Linked DNA regions of Mus musculus: regions 2, 3 and 4 are each linked to region 1. A link is a contact called in public Hi-C and HiChIP or PLAC-seq data. All regions are on one chromosome and are shown on one strand. Each heading gives the region's core, a stretch centred on a gene start, on an enhancer-like site or on the middle of the called end of the contact. The rest is flanking DNA. Distances are from core to core; before and after follow the strand shown. Region 1 has its middle 4.1 kb from the start of Gm28166. Region 2 has its middle 24 kb from the start of Cldn18. Region 3 has its middle 50 kb from the start of Gm23949. Region 4 holds the start of Ppp2r3a (protein phosphatase 2, regulatory subunit B'', alpha).

The links. Hi-C and Micro-C count contacts between places; a contact is called where the count stands out from the background. HiChIP or PLAC-seq counts read pairs in DNA pulled down with a chosen protein or histone mark.
Region 2: a contact with region 1 is called in a Hi-C map of cortical neurons, with 4 times the contacts expected there. The contact joins two enhancer-like sites. A contact is called at or near these places in 2 of 484 Hi-C or Micro-C datasets (both in cortical neurons), 5 of 115 datasets of contacts at active chromatin or transcription factors (embryonic basal ganglia, embryonic midbrain, embryonic stem cells and 1 more) and 1 of 9 other capture datasets (embryonic stem cells).
Region 3: a contact with region 1 is called in an H3K4me3 HiChIP or PLAC-seq map of embryonic basal ganglia, with 7 times the contacts expected there. The contact joins two enhancer-like sites. A contact is called at or near these places in 8 of 115 datasets of contacts at active chromatin or transcription factors (astrocytes, embryonic basal ganglia, embryonic forebrain and 5 more) and 1 of 9 other capture datasets (embryonic stem cells).
Region 4: a contact with region 1 is called in a Hi-C map of CD8 T cells, with 2.2 times the contacts expected there. The contact joins the promoter of Ppp2r3a here to the enhancer-like site in region 1. A contact is called at or near these places in 2 of 39 promoter capture datasets (embryonic stem cells and pre-B cells), 8 of 484 Hi-C or Micro-C datasets (CD8 T cells, Th1 cells, bone marrow-derived macrophages and 4 more), 9 of 115 datasets of contacts at active chromatin or transcription factors (astrocytes, bone marrow-derived macrophages, double positive thymocytes and 6 more) and 4 of 9 other capture datasets (adipose tissue, embryonic stem cells, liver and 1 more).

What each region holds. Positions count from the first base shown.
Region 1 is chr9:100,443,894-100,447,881 of GRCm38.p6, forward strand. No RefSeq gene overlaps it. Among named protein-coding and RNA genes, the nearest start is that of Gm28166, 4.1 kb to the right of the region's middle. Within about 2 kb of position 2,263, at least 112 of the 459 cell types and tissues checked have an H3K27ac peak or open chromatin away from gene starts, as enhancers often do. A contact at or near this core is called in CD8 T cells, Th1 cells, adipose tissue and 10 more, where this site is marked.
Region 2 is chr9:99,683,689-99,687,472 of GRCm38.p6, forward strand. No RefSeq gene overlaps it. Among named protein-coding and RNA genes, the nearest start is that of Cldn18, 24 kb to the right of the region's middle. Within about 2 kb of position 2,048, at least 15 of the 459 cell types and tissues checked have an H3K27ac peak or open chromatin away from gene starts, as enhancers often do. A contact at or near this core is called in cortical neurons, where this site is marked.
Region 3 is chr9:99,798,126-99,802,029 of GRCm38.p6, forward strand. No RefSeq gene overlaps it. Among named protein-coding and RNA genes, the nearest start is that of Gm23949, 50 kb to the left of the region's middle. Within about 2 kb of position 1,491, at least 72 of the 459 cell types and tissues checked have an H3K27ac peak or open chromatin away from gene starts, as enhancers often do. A contact at or near this core is called in embryonic basal ganglia and forebrain, where this site is marked.
Region 4 is chr9:101,249,749-101,253,410 of GRCm38.p6, forward strand. It overlaps Ppp2r3a (protein phosphatase 2, regulatory subunit B'', alpha), which reads right to left and starts at 2,084. Exons shown (of 14, transcript NM_001161362.3): 1 at 1,914-2,084.

The sequences.
Region 1 (3,988 bases), core at 1,013-3,512:
CATCACTGTTTAAAATGCATGAAGAAGAGGGGGGAAGAGATGAAGGAGGAGGATGGAGGAAAATTTGGTTTCAAGCTCTTTCAGCTGAGGGAGTGGTAAATTGAAGCTGATGTTCCTATCTCCTCTGAGCCATATTTTCTTTAATATCCAGGAACCCCTGCATGTTGAGAAACTAAGGCAGTCCAACCCAACATTTGCTCCATGCAGCAGAGGAAGCCCCAAACCACACTTTTAGGGAATACTCATCTGAGTATTTCTACCTCTCCAGGAAGCTCAGAGTCACGGGGAATTATTTTGGAGGTGGTCACCCCACCCCCATTTTGATGGGCCCAGGAACATGGAGATTTGAACCAAGACGACAAACAAGGTTGAACTCATCGGGCAACCAGGTCAGGCTCAGACAGTCTAAGCTGAAGGTGCAGGGGGAAGTTCACAGCCTTTCTCTGGGCTTTGGTTGCTTATATACAGCATTCACAAGAGTGTGTCAAAATGACACTAGTCTTTCCTCTCCACACACTCCAGAGTCTCCCCCTCAGATTGGCAGCCAAGGCCCTGGTTAAAGACCACACTCAGCTATAGCTGAGCTCTGATACATGACAAGGGGACTGACCAGTCTCCACGCTGAGCAGAAGTGTGATACTTGAAAGGGACAAAGTCAGGAGCCAGCCTGAGTCCCTGAGTGGCACTCAAGACTGGAGATGTGAGTCCAAACAGCAACCAAAGCCTCAATCAAAGATGGCAGGCTTTCAGCTTACTGTCTGCCTCGTAGCTTCACTTTCAAACAGGTGTGAAGGCAAGGATTCACAGTGGAGACACTCTGGGTCCTGCTCCATCCTCTTTGGTCTTTCCCTATCTGGCGTCTGCAGGCTTTGATCCTGGTGGTCAGCATGTGATCCACTTCTACACTTTAATCCCTACAAGAAGAAGGCAGAGGTCATGTCTCATCAGTCTTGGACAGGACTGAATACTTGAACAGTCTTGCTCATTTTCCCAAGTTCCAGTCAGGCTACCCAAATCCCTGTGAGCCCATATCACGCATTCCTAGCTCTCACTAAGCCCTTCCTCTTATTGCTCCCAACCCCTGTCATATTTATGGTGCCTTCTACTTGACAGAGAGAGAGAGAGAGAGAGAGAGAGAGAGAGAGAGAGAGAGAGAGCACAAAATGGCTTATCAGATGTGCCCACATCCCAGTTTGTTCCCGATCCAAAATGCTCTGCCTTGTCCTCAACTAGAGTTAAATGATGCTGCACATGACGCCATGGTGCCTGCATTTACTACATATCTAAGAGAAAGGACTCTTCTACCTAAGTGTTTTTAATTTTTAGTTCCTTTCCCCTTCCTGTTGTAGATTGTAGCAGCAATGAACAATAAACAAGGTAAGGTACCCAACATCAAAACCCAAGGAGTAGAATAGGCAAGCATATCACTCTCTCCTCTCCTCTCCTCTCCTCTCCTCTCCTCTCCTCTCCTCTCCTCTCCTCTCCTCTCCTCTCCTCTCCTCTCCTCTCCTCTCTGCCTCTCAGTCACTGTTTCTCTGTCTCTCTGTCTCTCTCTACCCCCCCCACACACACACGCACACACGTACACACATTGCATCGTGTGAGTTTTTCCTGAGGAACCATAATATAAATGTCTATTCACCCCAGAAACAGATGGAAAACCAAAATAATGATTCGAGTGAAGTCCAACTTGGTGGACCAGAGAGTTTATCAGGGTTCCTCGCAGGAGCACAGGGAGGAGTCTCTTAGAAGGGCAGGTAGAACTCCAAAGCAGCTACATTATGGGAAAGCCCACCGAGTATGGGCAGCAGCTCACAAAGGCTGCAACCACGCTAGTTCTCTGCACAGCTTACAGACAGCCTCAAGGAAGCTCTCTGGTTCTCCTGGCAACTGTTTACTGAAACTTACAACCTTGAGCTGGGACCTTGTGGATCTTATTTTCTGGGCTCCCTCACTCTTGTAAATTTGGCCAGCTTTCTAAGTCTTTTGCTTCTCATTCCCTCCAGGAGGGAATGTTTTAATTAGGAGAAAATAGCTACGGACAGACCCAAGCTGGTGATGCCATCCTAATGTAAGAGGAAAATTTTAGAAGCAAAGCATTGCAGCCCTGAGTGGAGAGTGGAGGAATTTGGCCAGAACTTTTTTTAAGAAGATGAAAGATGCCTGGAGTCTGTTTATAAGTTGCAGTGACAACCCCCATTGCAACCCCTGGAGGGCGCAGCCAACATTCACCCGCGTTGGCGTTGGCGTTGGCGTTGGCGTCCAGGAAGGTGGCGCTGAGCACACACTGAGAGTGTCCGCCCTCCAGTCCTGCCCGGGTCCAGGCTGTACATTCGGTTCCTCCACCGGGTCCGTGCTCTGCAGCGACATTTCTGCAGCCCACGCAGGACTCGCGTCCTCAGCCTGCCCACAGAGCATCGCTTGGCCACCATACTACTCAGTAATAATCTCATACATCAAAGCTAGGAGAGCCAGGCCCTGCCTAGGAGCGACTGCGGTCGGCATGGAATATCATTAGTAGGAGCCTCGTGCTCCTCGCCTTCGTATGCAAACTCCCGGGCTCCCTAGAGTACTTCCTGAGGAAAGTGCTCTGCACCACGGACATTTGTTATTTTACAGGAGAGGACTCAGAAAATCCGCAGGGACCCAACCAAATCAACCGATGGTCCTGAACCGACTACCACGGCCTCTATTGACACCTAGTGGCAACCGCTGGAATGACAGCTGGCTCTGGCGCACCCTCCAAAGCTGCTTTGGAAAAAGCCAAATATTGCTAATACAGGTAATTTACAAATATTCAAAAGGAGGACAGAGGGAAGAAAAAAATTTTGCTTTCACTATTTCTTTGAGGATCTATGAACCATAACATCATGGTTAAATATTTTAACTTGGAAAAGGGAAGGAGATATCGAAGGAGAATTGAAGTCCTAGCCATCCATGTCAGGAAAAAAAAGCTGGGTCACAAAGAAAAGAAAACAGAGGGACAGACTGGAGAGGCAAATGAGACCCAATGAGACAACACACATGCTCTCATTCCACACATACATGACTGTGTAAAGGCCTTTGCAAGCCAAGCATAGAGACACACATCTGTAATCCCAGCCTTGGAAGGCTGAAGCAGGAGGACTGTCATGAGTGTCAGGCAAGCCTGGACTATAAATAAAGACCCCATATCAAATTTTAAGAGAGAGAGAGAGAGAGAGAGAGAGAGAGAGAGAGAGAGAGAGAGAGAGAGAGAGAGAGACAATGCAGGCCAGACATGGTGGTGCACAGCTGTAATCCCAGCACTTGGAGAAGCTGAGGTGCCAGGAACACCATTTCAAAGTTAGCCTGAGCTACAGAAGAAGAAGAAAGAGAGAAAAAGAAACAAAGAAAGATGGGGAGGGAGGAAAGGGGGAGGAGAAGGGAGAGAAGAGAAGAGAAGAGAAGAGAAGAGAAGAGAAGAGAAGAGAAGAGAAGAGAAGAGAAGAGAAGAGAAGAGAAGAGAGAAAGACAGAGACAGAGGGAATGTCATTGCAGCAATATTTAGGATAGCAGATCCTGGCATGCTGTATAAATAAATGTATATACCTAACATAACACATTCCATGCAACAAGATTCAAGTCCACAAAAGAGAGCTTTTGCTATTTCGTGACTCCGTCCTCCACCAGCTTGCCTGGTGGGTGCGCACACGCATGTGTTAGAGTACATGCACTTTTGTGTCATTCCTCAGGAGTTATCCACCCTTTTATTGAGACAGAGTCCCTGGCTGGCATGGAATTCACCAAGCAGACGAGGCTGCCAGGCCTCTACTTGTCTCCACCTCCCCAACATGGGGATTCCATGTGTGCACATGGGTTCTAGGGATCAAACGCAGACCCTCGTGCGTGCTGATAGAGCTGTCTCCCCCGCTCTTTATTCATTCTTAGTACAAAGAATGTGGTTTCCTGTGAGAAGTGGGAAGAGGTGGGGAGGGGAGGAAGAGAGAGGGGAGCCAAGCCGAGGCTG
Region 2 (3,784 bases), core at 798-3,297, 760 kb before region 1:
TTCTCATGTGCAGGAGGAATCTGAGTCTTATAGGAACTTAGTAAGCTCTATTAAGAGGACAGCCAGGGCTCTACAGAGAAACCCTGTCTTGAAAAACCAAAAAAAAAAAAAAAAAAAAAAATCAAATCAAATGTATAAGCTGCGCGTGGCAGAGCACGCCTTTAATCCCAGCACTGGGGAGGCAGAGGCAGGCGGATTTCTGAGTTCGAGGCCAGCCTGGTCTACAGAGTAAGTTCCAGGACAGCCAGGGCTACACAGAGAAACCCTGTCTCGGGAAAAAACCAAAAAAAAAAAAAAAAAAAAAAAAAAAAAAAAAAAAAAAGCTAAGCAATTCCAGCCCAGTTTTACTATCAATTTCCAGATTGGCTGGGACCATTCATGTTCTGAACTCAGTTCTCCACAACAGCAGTATGTGTTCTTACACTTTTTTTTAAAGGTTTCCTCATTCTCCTCTTTCTTCTTCTTTTAAATATATATATGCATTTTTGTTTGTTTTGTTCATTTTGAGACAGAATTTCTCTGTGTAGACCAGGCTGGCCTCAAACTCAGATATCCATCTGCCTTTGCCTCCTTGGGAAGAGTACTATGATTAAATGGTGAGTGTCACCACACCTAGCTATTGTCTGTGCATTTTACCACACCACAGTATAATTCCTTCTCTGCAGCTGGAACTTTCCCTCTCTCTCTCTGTCTCTCTTCCTCTCCTTCTTCCTCTCCTCCCCTCTCTCTTCCTCTTCTTTCTTTCTCTTCCTCTCCTCCCTCTTCTACTCTCCTGCCTTTCTCTCTCTTCCTCTCCTTCTCCCTCTCTCTCCTGCCCCCTCTCCTGTTTCTCTCTTTCTCCCCTGCATCTCTCTCCCCTGCCCTTTCTCTGTCTCTTTCTCTCTGTCTCTCTCTGTGTCTCTGTGACTCTCCTCCCAGCCCCACCTCGTGTTTTACACAATGAAAAATCAACCCTGCATTGAAGTTCACTATCATAGTCCTTTGTGGATTGAGGGTGATTTCCTTTGTACAGATTCCTAAGAAATCCTCATGGCCATGGGGTCAAAGAGAAGGAGCAGGTGCAGTGTTGCTGTGTGGCACCAAGGAGGCTGTCAGAGTCACTTACTGTCGGTGAACTCTTGGTAACTCTCTGTGGGGTTCTTTCTACCATTGGCTGTGCCTCTCTGTGGATAAATGAATGGGGTTGATGGGTCTGAACTGGTGTGGACTGGCAGCGGGGAAGGATGGGTGTTCTTACAGTCCTCATAAAACACATGGTTGCATCTACTCACAGAAAGCCTCCACTGCCTTTTGGCATGTTTGTTTACAGTCTGACATCCCCCCCCCCGACTCTCTATTAATGATAACTTGGCTCCTAAGACTTGGAATGGGCAAACATTCCTTGTATCATGGAGATTTTCAGGCTGGCTCAGCAGCCTGTGCTCCATTATGGTATTTTAGTCACCCTTCAGCCAAGCTCTATCCTCTTCACAGGGGCATTGCCATGGCAACCTCCCTTCTTTGGCAGTAAATATGGGTGGCAAGTCCTACATGCTTAATATGTTTGATATTTTACTCTCAAGATATTCTTTAGGGGAAGCTCAAATTGGGCCGGCTGAACAAAATAAATAAGATTTTGTCATCAACAAGGGCTAAAGGCGGCAGCTTTGATAACAGGCAAGACCAGGACTGGTCAAAAACTCGAAACCAGGGTGAGCCAGTCACTTCTAGCTGCACTTGAGACAGCAAAGGAATGGGCAAGCACTCAGGCAGAAGGGACACTGACACCCCCGCCCAACCCCCCACCAAATTCGATTAGAGAACCCTCAAAGTCAAGGGGCTTGCAGGGATGAAGTGGATCCAGTCTGAGCTTTCAGCTGCTTCCCCTGGAGGACACAGCTGCTTCTTCCAGACACAGTGCATTTTCGGGGTGTAGGGGAGTCCTGGGGTTTTCCTTGCCCTCAGGGGCAGCATCAAACTACAGTTGTCTTTAGAGCGGCAGCCCTTAGGTGTGCACACACACCACAGAGCATGCTGAGACCTTTTTAGGGGCTGAGTGTTGGCTGGCTCAGGAGGGACAAGCTGGCCACATGCCCTTCACTGCATTGGGCAACTGTGTGCCCTTATGATGCACTTGCCCCTTCTTAAGGGTTTTTGAAATCAGAGAATTAAAACTAAAAAACTGTAGCAAATGTTGTGTTGTGTTTCTTAGCTTCATATCCTTCCTCTCTCCCTTGTTTATTTATCTTTCCCTCCCTTCTTTTCTCCCTTCCAAAGCTTTTATGTGTCCACGTGCATTTTTCCCATTCCTTGGTATCTCTCTTGTGTAGCTGGGAGAGAGTGCGGTGTGGTAGAACACAAGCTTCCCTATTTACTGGCTGGGCAGTCTTGGCATTGCTGTCTAGTTTTCTCGTTGCTGAGAGATTTTCCAGAACACAGGACTTTGGTGCTAAGTCCAGGACAGCCCTGGGATGATAGGACAGTTACTTAGTCAAAATAATTGACCTCTTAAAACTGGTTTCTTTACCTCTGAAACAAAGATGGCAACACCTCATAGGGATCAGGTAAGGACTAGGGTTAGAGTTGGGGGCAGTGTGACATTGGGGCTACAGTAACAGGGTTAGGGCTGTTAGCTAAGGCTAGGGCAGGTTTAGGGCTATGGTTAGGGTTAGGGCTAGAGCCTGGATTAGGGCTAGACTTAGAGTTAGGGCTAGGGCTAAGGCTAGGGCAGGTTTAGGGCTATGGTTAGGATTAGGGCTAGGGATAGGGCTAGGGCCTGGATTAGTGCTAGACTTAGGGCTAAGGTTAGGGCTAGTGTTAGCATTAGGGTTAGGGTTAGTGTTTGAGCTTGGGTTAAGGTTAGGGCTAAGGCTAGGGTTAGGTTTAGGTCTAGGATAGAGTTAGAGTTAAGGTTAAAGTCTGTTAGGAGTAAGGGTAGGATTAAGATTTAGCTATTGTTAGGGTTAAGTTTAGGGTTAGAGCTAGGTTTAGCTATAGGTTAGAAGTTAATATTCAGTTACTTTCAAAAATGCCCCAAACTATTTTTGAGGGATTGTCAGATTCTCAATAGATGCTAATGACCTCAATGTTAATATTGAACTTTTTCTACAGTTTTAAAAGTTCAAAGTGACATTTCACTATCATTGTACTTTTAAATTTTCTGTCTGTCCAAGGCATTGAAGTCTGTTTTTAAGTGATACTTGTTTCCGTGGCTTCCTCTACTGAAACGCCAGCTTCTCCCCCAGCTTCCAAACAACCCGAATGGCTTCTACACAGACACTTAGATGATCCTCTGAAACCTGCCAGGACCCCTAAATCTTCTTTAGAGATACTGTTTCTTCTGCACAGCTCATGTGGGGCCCCTTGTTTGTAGACTCAGTTTAGTGGATTCCAGTTGTTACATGTTTGGGTCTGGCTCTCATCTCTTCCCGGGCTCCCACACAGTTGGATTGGTTTGGCCTCCACCAGCTGCCAGCAGTAGGTTTCCTTCCTGGAAACATCCCAACATTTTTCTACTTGTCTGGTTCTTCTGTCCAGGAAATGGTGTTGGGAGCTGGTGGGAGTGGACTGAAGGCGAAGATTATGCGGTCTCTCTGAGCAGTCAAAAGGGTTAACTGGCGGGCTGGAGAGATGGCTCAGCGGTTAAGAGCACTCTGGCTGCTCTTCCAGAGGTCCTGTGTTCAATTCCCAGCAACCACATGGTGGCTCACAACCATCTGTAATGGGGTCCGATGCCCTCTTCTGGTGTGTCTGAAGATAGAGACTGTACTCACATGCATAAAGTAAATAAATAAATCTTTAAAAA
Region 3 (3,904 bases), core at 241-2,740, 650 kb before region 1:
TGTGAGCTGAGGGCATGTGTAGAAAAGGGGGAAAATTTCCAAGTTTGACATCTGGGGAGCCGATTTGGCATTGGTTCTTTGCCTCTGTGCACCTTCTGTGTGTCCTCTGAGTCTTACTTAGAACCCCCCTTTCTAGAAACTTCCCTTGGATTGTTAAGCAGTGAATGTAAGGGTCGTTCTCTTTGCTTCATTTAACATTCCTAGGTACCACAGTACCAGGGGCCGTTGTAACCCGATTTTTTTCCCTTTCTATTCCCATAATAAAGAAATACATGGTGGATTACACACTACGTTTTCTTAGCAGTCTGCCCACTGACAGGCGAAATCTCTGTCCCCTGGAAGGCTCCATGACTGCTTTTACTAATACAATATAGCAGGTATGATGCTCAGGCCACCACCTTCAATCTACTTGAATGTGCACTCATTGGAGGCTGTGTTGCCCTTTTGATAAAACTGCACGTAGGTAACCAGGTTGACAGTCCTGGATGAGCCCAGTTTTCTAGCCATCCTTTCCTAGGTATAAGAGAAACAGACAAAACCATCTTGGGGGTCTTCATAATTTGGATATTAAAAACAATGATATTGGTTTACCATACAAAGCAAGTAGGTCACACACATGACCCCTGCATGAAATTAAAAATAAAAACCAAACAAACCATGAAGTACAATCAAATGCTTTCGGCTCCTAAGTTTTGAGGTAGTTTATCGCTCAGCAGTAATAGGGACCAAGAGCACAGATGTCAGTGCTCCGACCCCCTCTCCAGTGCAGTCTTTTTATTTGCTTCCTCTACTTATGCCAGCATTCACCTGATTTCATTAACAGCATAAGATCATTTTGGTGGCCCTGGTGTAGCCAGACAGCCATGGAATGATGGCTCTTCTACTTAACACAGGAAGAAGTCATTTTTTTTCCCCTTTCAGAGGCACATCCTTGGGTCAGAAGGGAGTTGTCCACATAATGCTCCGAGTGTGTGCGTGTGCGTGTGCGTGTGTGTCCTGCTTATTGTTAGAGATACATGTTTCACTAGCAAACTTCATTTTCCATCCTCAATAGAGCTTTCTCTTTTTCTTTCAGTGGGGACTATAGAAACCATTTCAAGGCAAAGCCTTGTCTATCGCCTTTGTTTTTCCCTCGTTATTCCGTTGGTGCCTTCACCTGGCATTCGGGGCCAGCATTTCTTGAGGAGGTCGGCATTGTTCCTCCTTCTCGGGCCTGGCAGAACGCTTGAAGGGTCAGTTGGAAATGAAGCTTCTATTATCTGTGATCTGCCTCACCCCCTAAGCTGGTCCAGCCCTACACTAAGGCTCAGCCAAGCATGAAGAAAACTAATTGTCCCCACTCTCTGCTCTGCTGCACACCAACCCCACTGCGAGTGCTTCCCTCAGCCCCCCACCCATCACAGAAAACCTCCTCTAAGCTGAGGAACAGAGGGGCACGTTCCCAGGGACCGACTGCTCTGCTCTGTTCAGCGCGTGGTGCAGGAGCAGCCAGTGACTAGAATCTGTCCCAGAGCTTCTCAGGGAGTTAACAATGTCATGGAAGGGGAGGAGGGAGGGAGAGGAAGCCTCTGGCTGCGTGTTCCCCATAATTGCAATGGGCATAGGAAAGGAGACTAGATTAATTTGCCTGATGAATTATGCATCACTTCCGCATGCCGCCCTCCCAGCTCCAAACCTTTATCGCTCGCATTGCTTGAATCCAGCCACCTCGCCGCCTTGAAAGCTCTTGTCCAAGGAGGACCAGGGAAGCCTTTGGCTCGATCGTTAAGACCATTTAACAGAGTGCTCCAGGGAAGTCTATAGGATTACAGAAATGTGAGCTGTATTAATAAAAACAAACAGGCACGGGCCGAGGGTGATTCATCAGAAACAAGCCCAAGAGCTGTACTATGATAGGAAACTCCGATGTCCTTTTGTAGTCTAGGACCAAATAAAGGTAAACACAGTAGCAGCAATTACTTTGTTAGCCGTGTTTTAACTGACACCACGAGAAAGAAAGTCTTTATTGTCAAATGTATGAGCAACAGGAAGGCCACAGCTGTGGGAATGGCTGGCTGTTAACCGCCTGTTGGCTGCTTTGGTCTCTCAGCTGCTTTCTCTGGTCCGTCAGGTATCTGTTTACCCGGAGAACTTTTCCACTGTGGCTCTGAAAAATCTGACCCTTCCGTGGGTCCTCGCGTGCCCTAAAAGACCTTGCTGCCCCGCTTTCCGGATTGATATGAAAAGACTCCTTTGGAGTAAACGAGAGGCGGTGTTTCTTTCAGAAGGTTGCCCTTGGAGAAGGGGGCGGTGGAGATGGGGGTGGGGGATGGGTAGCTCCTGTCTCAAAACCAAAACAGAACTACTGGAGTGGGACCCAAGGTTTTGCTTTTTCTGGCAGAGCTTAGGTGAGGAGTAAAATTAATCAAAGAAACAGATTCAGTTAATGAAATTAGAGTGGCATTTAACATAAATAAAGCTTTTTTTTTTTTTTTGGAACAGTTGTATTTCCGTTTGCGCCATGCCGTTCATTCGTTATAAACATATCATTTAGTGATTTAGTGCGTGTATAAAGTTTTAACAATTTACAGTAAAGTTTTAGAATCGTTTCATCATCTCAGTAAAAGAAACCGTGTACTCTTTAGCTATGGTCCCAGTTCAAGGCAACTGCCAGTTTGTTTTTGGCCTGTGTATATTTACAAATTCTGATGTTGCATTTAAATAAAACCACAGAGGGCTTCCAGTGGCTGACTTCGGCTAACTTAGCACGATGTTTTTAAGTTTCACCACAGTCCAGCACAAATCGTACTTCATTCTTTTTTTCCGTAGAGGAGTAAGTAAATTTCTGTTGTCTGAATCTACCCAATCAACTGCAATGGCATTGCTTGATGATTTTGTAGTCTTTTTATTCTGGGTCTTTATGTTTTCTGCCTCTGTAGGAAGAATCTCACATCAAGTTGGCAGGCAAATTTTATGGGAATGCCCTGGGCTACCCGAAGGTTTGCATAAAATTCTAAGAAAGAAATGGGTTCTAGGTTATTCCGAGGTGGGGATCATAGCGAACAGGGAGGCCTTAATTTATTTCTTAAAATGTGCAGAGGGAGCTTTACAAAATTAGCTCCCTTTCAAAGCACCGCATTTTAAAAGCATTTTGCGTTTGAACTCGTCTTCTGTTCAACAAACACAAGCTAAGTGTTTATTCTGTTAGAGCAACCAACCTCAAGGACTTAAAAAAATCCAAGGAAAAAACATCTAGCAATCGTAGATGAACCACAAATCAAGCAACAAAGATGATAGAGACAATATAAGAGGATATTAAACAACAACAACAACAACAACAACAACAACAACAGTCAGTCAGATGAACAGTCAGAACCAGAGGCATAAATTAGCTGGGTGTTGGAAGCTGGGGGGTGGGGGGGTGGGGGGTGGGGGAGGGGGTGGGGGAGGGGGGACTTTAGCTTGTTCCTATTTCACCAAAACCATAGACTGGCATTCAAACCATTATTTCAACCACACCTCTTTTGTTATGGGAGGTAGCCATAGGTGTTCTTCTGTGGATGTCTGTGCTCCCAGTGGACCTTTCCTCGTCTGTGTGTAAAGTGAGGGATTGACACTCTGCACTGTCTCATAAGAGGAAGTAGAGAATGGGATGTCTCCAGAGACTCACTTTGCACCCTGATCCTGGAAGGGTCATCTAATCCCTCCCCAAAAGATTTTTTTTTTTAGTGGTAAGACTACAACTTATCTTGCATTGTGTAAGAAAAGACAGAATCTGAGTGGACAAGCCAATATTACAAAATGTCTTGCAATCAGCAGGCAATAGCTAATGGGACTTACTAGCTCCACTGATATCAGCAACTTCCAGGCAATGAGAACAGGACGTCCTGGATACTTTGTAGTTTATTAACTGAGCACTTACTAT
Region 4 (3,662 bases), core at 834-3,333, 810 kb after region 1:
GTCAACAGCACCACATAAGAGAGATCCTGACTGAGGATGCTACTATTCAAAAGGGAGGCATCCTCCCCCTTACTTGGCGGGGTTCTGTTGTGGTTATTTTGCTGAGGTGTAAGGCAGAGCTAAGGGGATGTCAAGAAGAGCTTCAGAGACGGAAAACTTGAGTTACTTGTTGAAAGGTGACAGAGCCCTGTTCAACTGGAACTGAAATGTGTGGCTGACAAGTTTAAGTTATTACCTTCAAATAGTCTGTACTGCAGAACTGCCCAACCTTATTCCCTTCCTGCTCAAGCAAAATTTCCTCTCTCGGAGGATACGAGGTTTTAGCAGAACCTTAAGGCCAGATTACCTAGACCAAGATAAAGCCAGATAGTCACTGTGTAAAATGCTAAGCTACTTTTTAATATATGCAAATCATATGTGTGAATGTTAAAGCATTAGCTGCCTACTATTCAGGTTGTTGGTGTTTAAAGCTATCATTGAATCCAACCACATGGGCCTTGGGATAGACTTTTCCAGTGTGTGTGTGTGTGTGTGTGTGTGTGTGTGTGTGTGTATAAACAAAACAAAAATCAAACAAACAAACCCCCAAAGAACCGCAAAACTTTGTATTCCTGACCTGAGCTTTCCAGGCTGTGTAAAAGATCCATTTTTCCCCTCTCACGAGTATCTCATGCCATAAGTTTTGTCAGAAGTGGTGAGACAGCCTTTTGAATGCAATAAACGTGAATAAATTGCATGCAAATCAGGAGCCGTCTACAGATTTTTAAGAACGCTTTCAGTAATCGTCATGGAGACCAGTGAAAGAAACTGAGATAATTTTTAACGATGCCAAGGAAAGCCCTGTGTTTACTACAACACGAGCCTGCTGCCTGCTTAGCTGGACGCCCATGCTCTGACCTAGTATGGCAATTCTTAGGGTCCCTGTGCTTGATGCTCTGTTTACAAGAAACTGAGGCCAGACACTAAGGAAGAACAAAGAAAAATGCCTGGCACCAAAGAGGCGGGGGACGTTTTGTACATAACTGAAGATCCGTGGAGGAACTCTTTTCCAATTTTGAAAGGCACTACAAATCATCCTCTCCGCTTACGTGTTCAAGCATTTATTCTATGTTCTTAAACTATTTTCTACAAAGAAAATACCTTATAATTTACAAACAGCAATTTGTCCTCCCCCCTCTGCATCTGCAGACCATCAAGCGGGATAAAATTTCCCTAGGCTTTATCAGAGTGGGAGGAATGGAAATAATGTGAGCACAACACAGTTCCGATGCAACATCAACTCCAAGCCGGGCCAGCTGGTTTCCATCGAGCGGTCCCCAAGGAGAACGCCCCTCAAGCCTGCAGCCCGGCCGGCGCGACCGTGGGACCGGCTGAGGTGCTCGCAGCTCAGCCACTCGGTCGCCCGATACCTTTGTTTCAGGTGCCCCTGTGCCCAGAGTGGCTGGGATCCCGCCCGCAGCCCCGAACTGGTGACACATCCTTCTTTGGCCAAGTCGGGCCGAGGCCGGGCAGGGGGCGGGGAAGGAAAATAAAGCCTCAGCGCCTAACGACGTGACTCTCAGTTCTTCCAGAACCTTGGCATTTGCTGCCCTGCCAAGCTTTCCTGTTAACGAGTTCCCGGCCCGGGCGTCCCGCGAGGTGGGAGGCGCCGGCCATCCGGCCCCCTGGCCTCCTCCGCGGAGCTCCCGGGCCACCGTTCTCCACGGCCGCCAGCCCCGGGAGTCCTCTGGCGTGGCGTGCCTGCGCTCCACCAGGAGTCCCTTCACCGCGCGCGGCCCCTGCGGCCAGGCCAGACCCCGCCCCCGGCCCCGCCCGCCCCGGTCTCTGTGCGCCGCCCCTCGGCCTCGCCAGCCCGTGGAGGGCCGGGGGCTCCCAAGGAGAACCGGCCTAAGGCCCCGCGTCTGTGCGCCTACCTCAGTGCCCGCTGCTCCTCCTCCCGCGGCTGCCTCGGCTCGCAGGCGACGCGCACACGCCACCCCGGCTTCCCGCAGCGCGGGGTCTGGGCCGCTTACGCCGCGCGTGAGGAGCCGAGGCCTGAGCGCGCCCCGCCCAGCCGCCCAGCAGCTTAGCTGCCCGCCAGCGCCACAGCCCCGCCCACTAGCGCCACAGGCCCGCCCACCAGACACGCCCCCTCGGCCCCGGCCCCGCCCACCTGGCCGTGCTGGGTTCCTCCCACTCTCCTTCCTCCGAAAGGGGGCCCTGAGGGGCACTGCGAGAGCCGTCGCCTCGGCCGCCGCTGTGATTTACTTAGTGTAATGGAGAAGGCTATTCGCACTATTTGGGGACTGAATTTCATGTTAAGAGTATACACTTTATGATGGCCGTCATTATTTTTATTACCCTTCTTACTGTCCTCTTCGATAACTGTCCTGCTCTTCCGGGAGGCTATCCCATCTGACTACAGTCTACACTCTTACTGTGGCCCACACCAGCATGCTCCTATTCGCTCAACCCAAGTTGTGTGAATTTTGAACGAAGAGTTTATTTATTTATTTATTTTAAGCGAATTGTTAACAGAATAAAAATTGTTAAATAAACAAAGCTATGTAAAACAAATGCACAACTTAATGGAGTGTTCTGAAACATTTGCAATTTTGATTTCTTAAGCTTTGACCCTAGCTAAAATAATAAGCGAGGTTTGCTTTTACTAAAAGTGGGAAATAAATGGGCTGACTGGGCTAGGGATGTAACCCCGTTGGTATAGTAAACGAGGATAAAACCACATAAACTGGGAGAGGTAATGTATGTCTGCAAAGCTCTGCAGAGGTGGAGGAGGCTAGATAGAGAACAAGAAGTTCCAAGTGTTTGAACTTTGGTGACATTGCTGCTACTTTGAGGCCAACCTGGGCTACATGAGTACCACAGCTAAACAATAAAAATAATGCAGTTCAATTCTAAATTAAAAAGTCAATCAATCATTATGTAAGCACATAGGTAAAACAAGCAAGCCAGTCAGGGGAAGGAACAGTACGTGACATTTGGTCACGTAGAGGTGAAGAACCAGATGTAGATAAGACTTTAAAGAGCCAGGCATTAGGCAAACTGTGAGAACAGGCTCTGCGTACGTGTTTTATCTCTTCCTTTCTGTCAACATTTCTTAGCAAAACAACAGTTGCTTACAGAGTGCCTTATGTGTACATGTGAAATCATATGTGATGTGTACATACATTTAGGTATAGATGGTGCATACAAAATGTATACAATTTCACATTCTGTAGCTATGTGTAAGGTTGATTATAAGAAATATATTTTTATTTTTAAAAGAAAAATGTATATAAAATTGCCTCAAACAGGCTCTACATCCTGAGTCATTTCACCAAGTTAATCTTTTTAATAGCTAGAATGTGGTCTTCGTTGTCTTGAAAGAAGAAAAACCATCACACACCCAACTTTATACTTTCCTATTTTAAAAGTCCTTCACCATACCGCGTTGAATATCTTCTTTTGTGTCAGAACAATCCTGTGAAGAAGGAAGGGCAAGACACAAAGAAGTGACAAAGGTCACAGAACAGTTTTTGATGGTAAGGACAGGAAGTACACAGAGAATCACAGAACTTCAACACCTTACCCCCTGCCTTTACCTTTGGACTCCTGTGGGGCCTTTGCCCTCCATTTACTTACACAGTCCACTGGAATGAAAAGGACATAATCCCTCCTGGGTG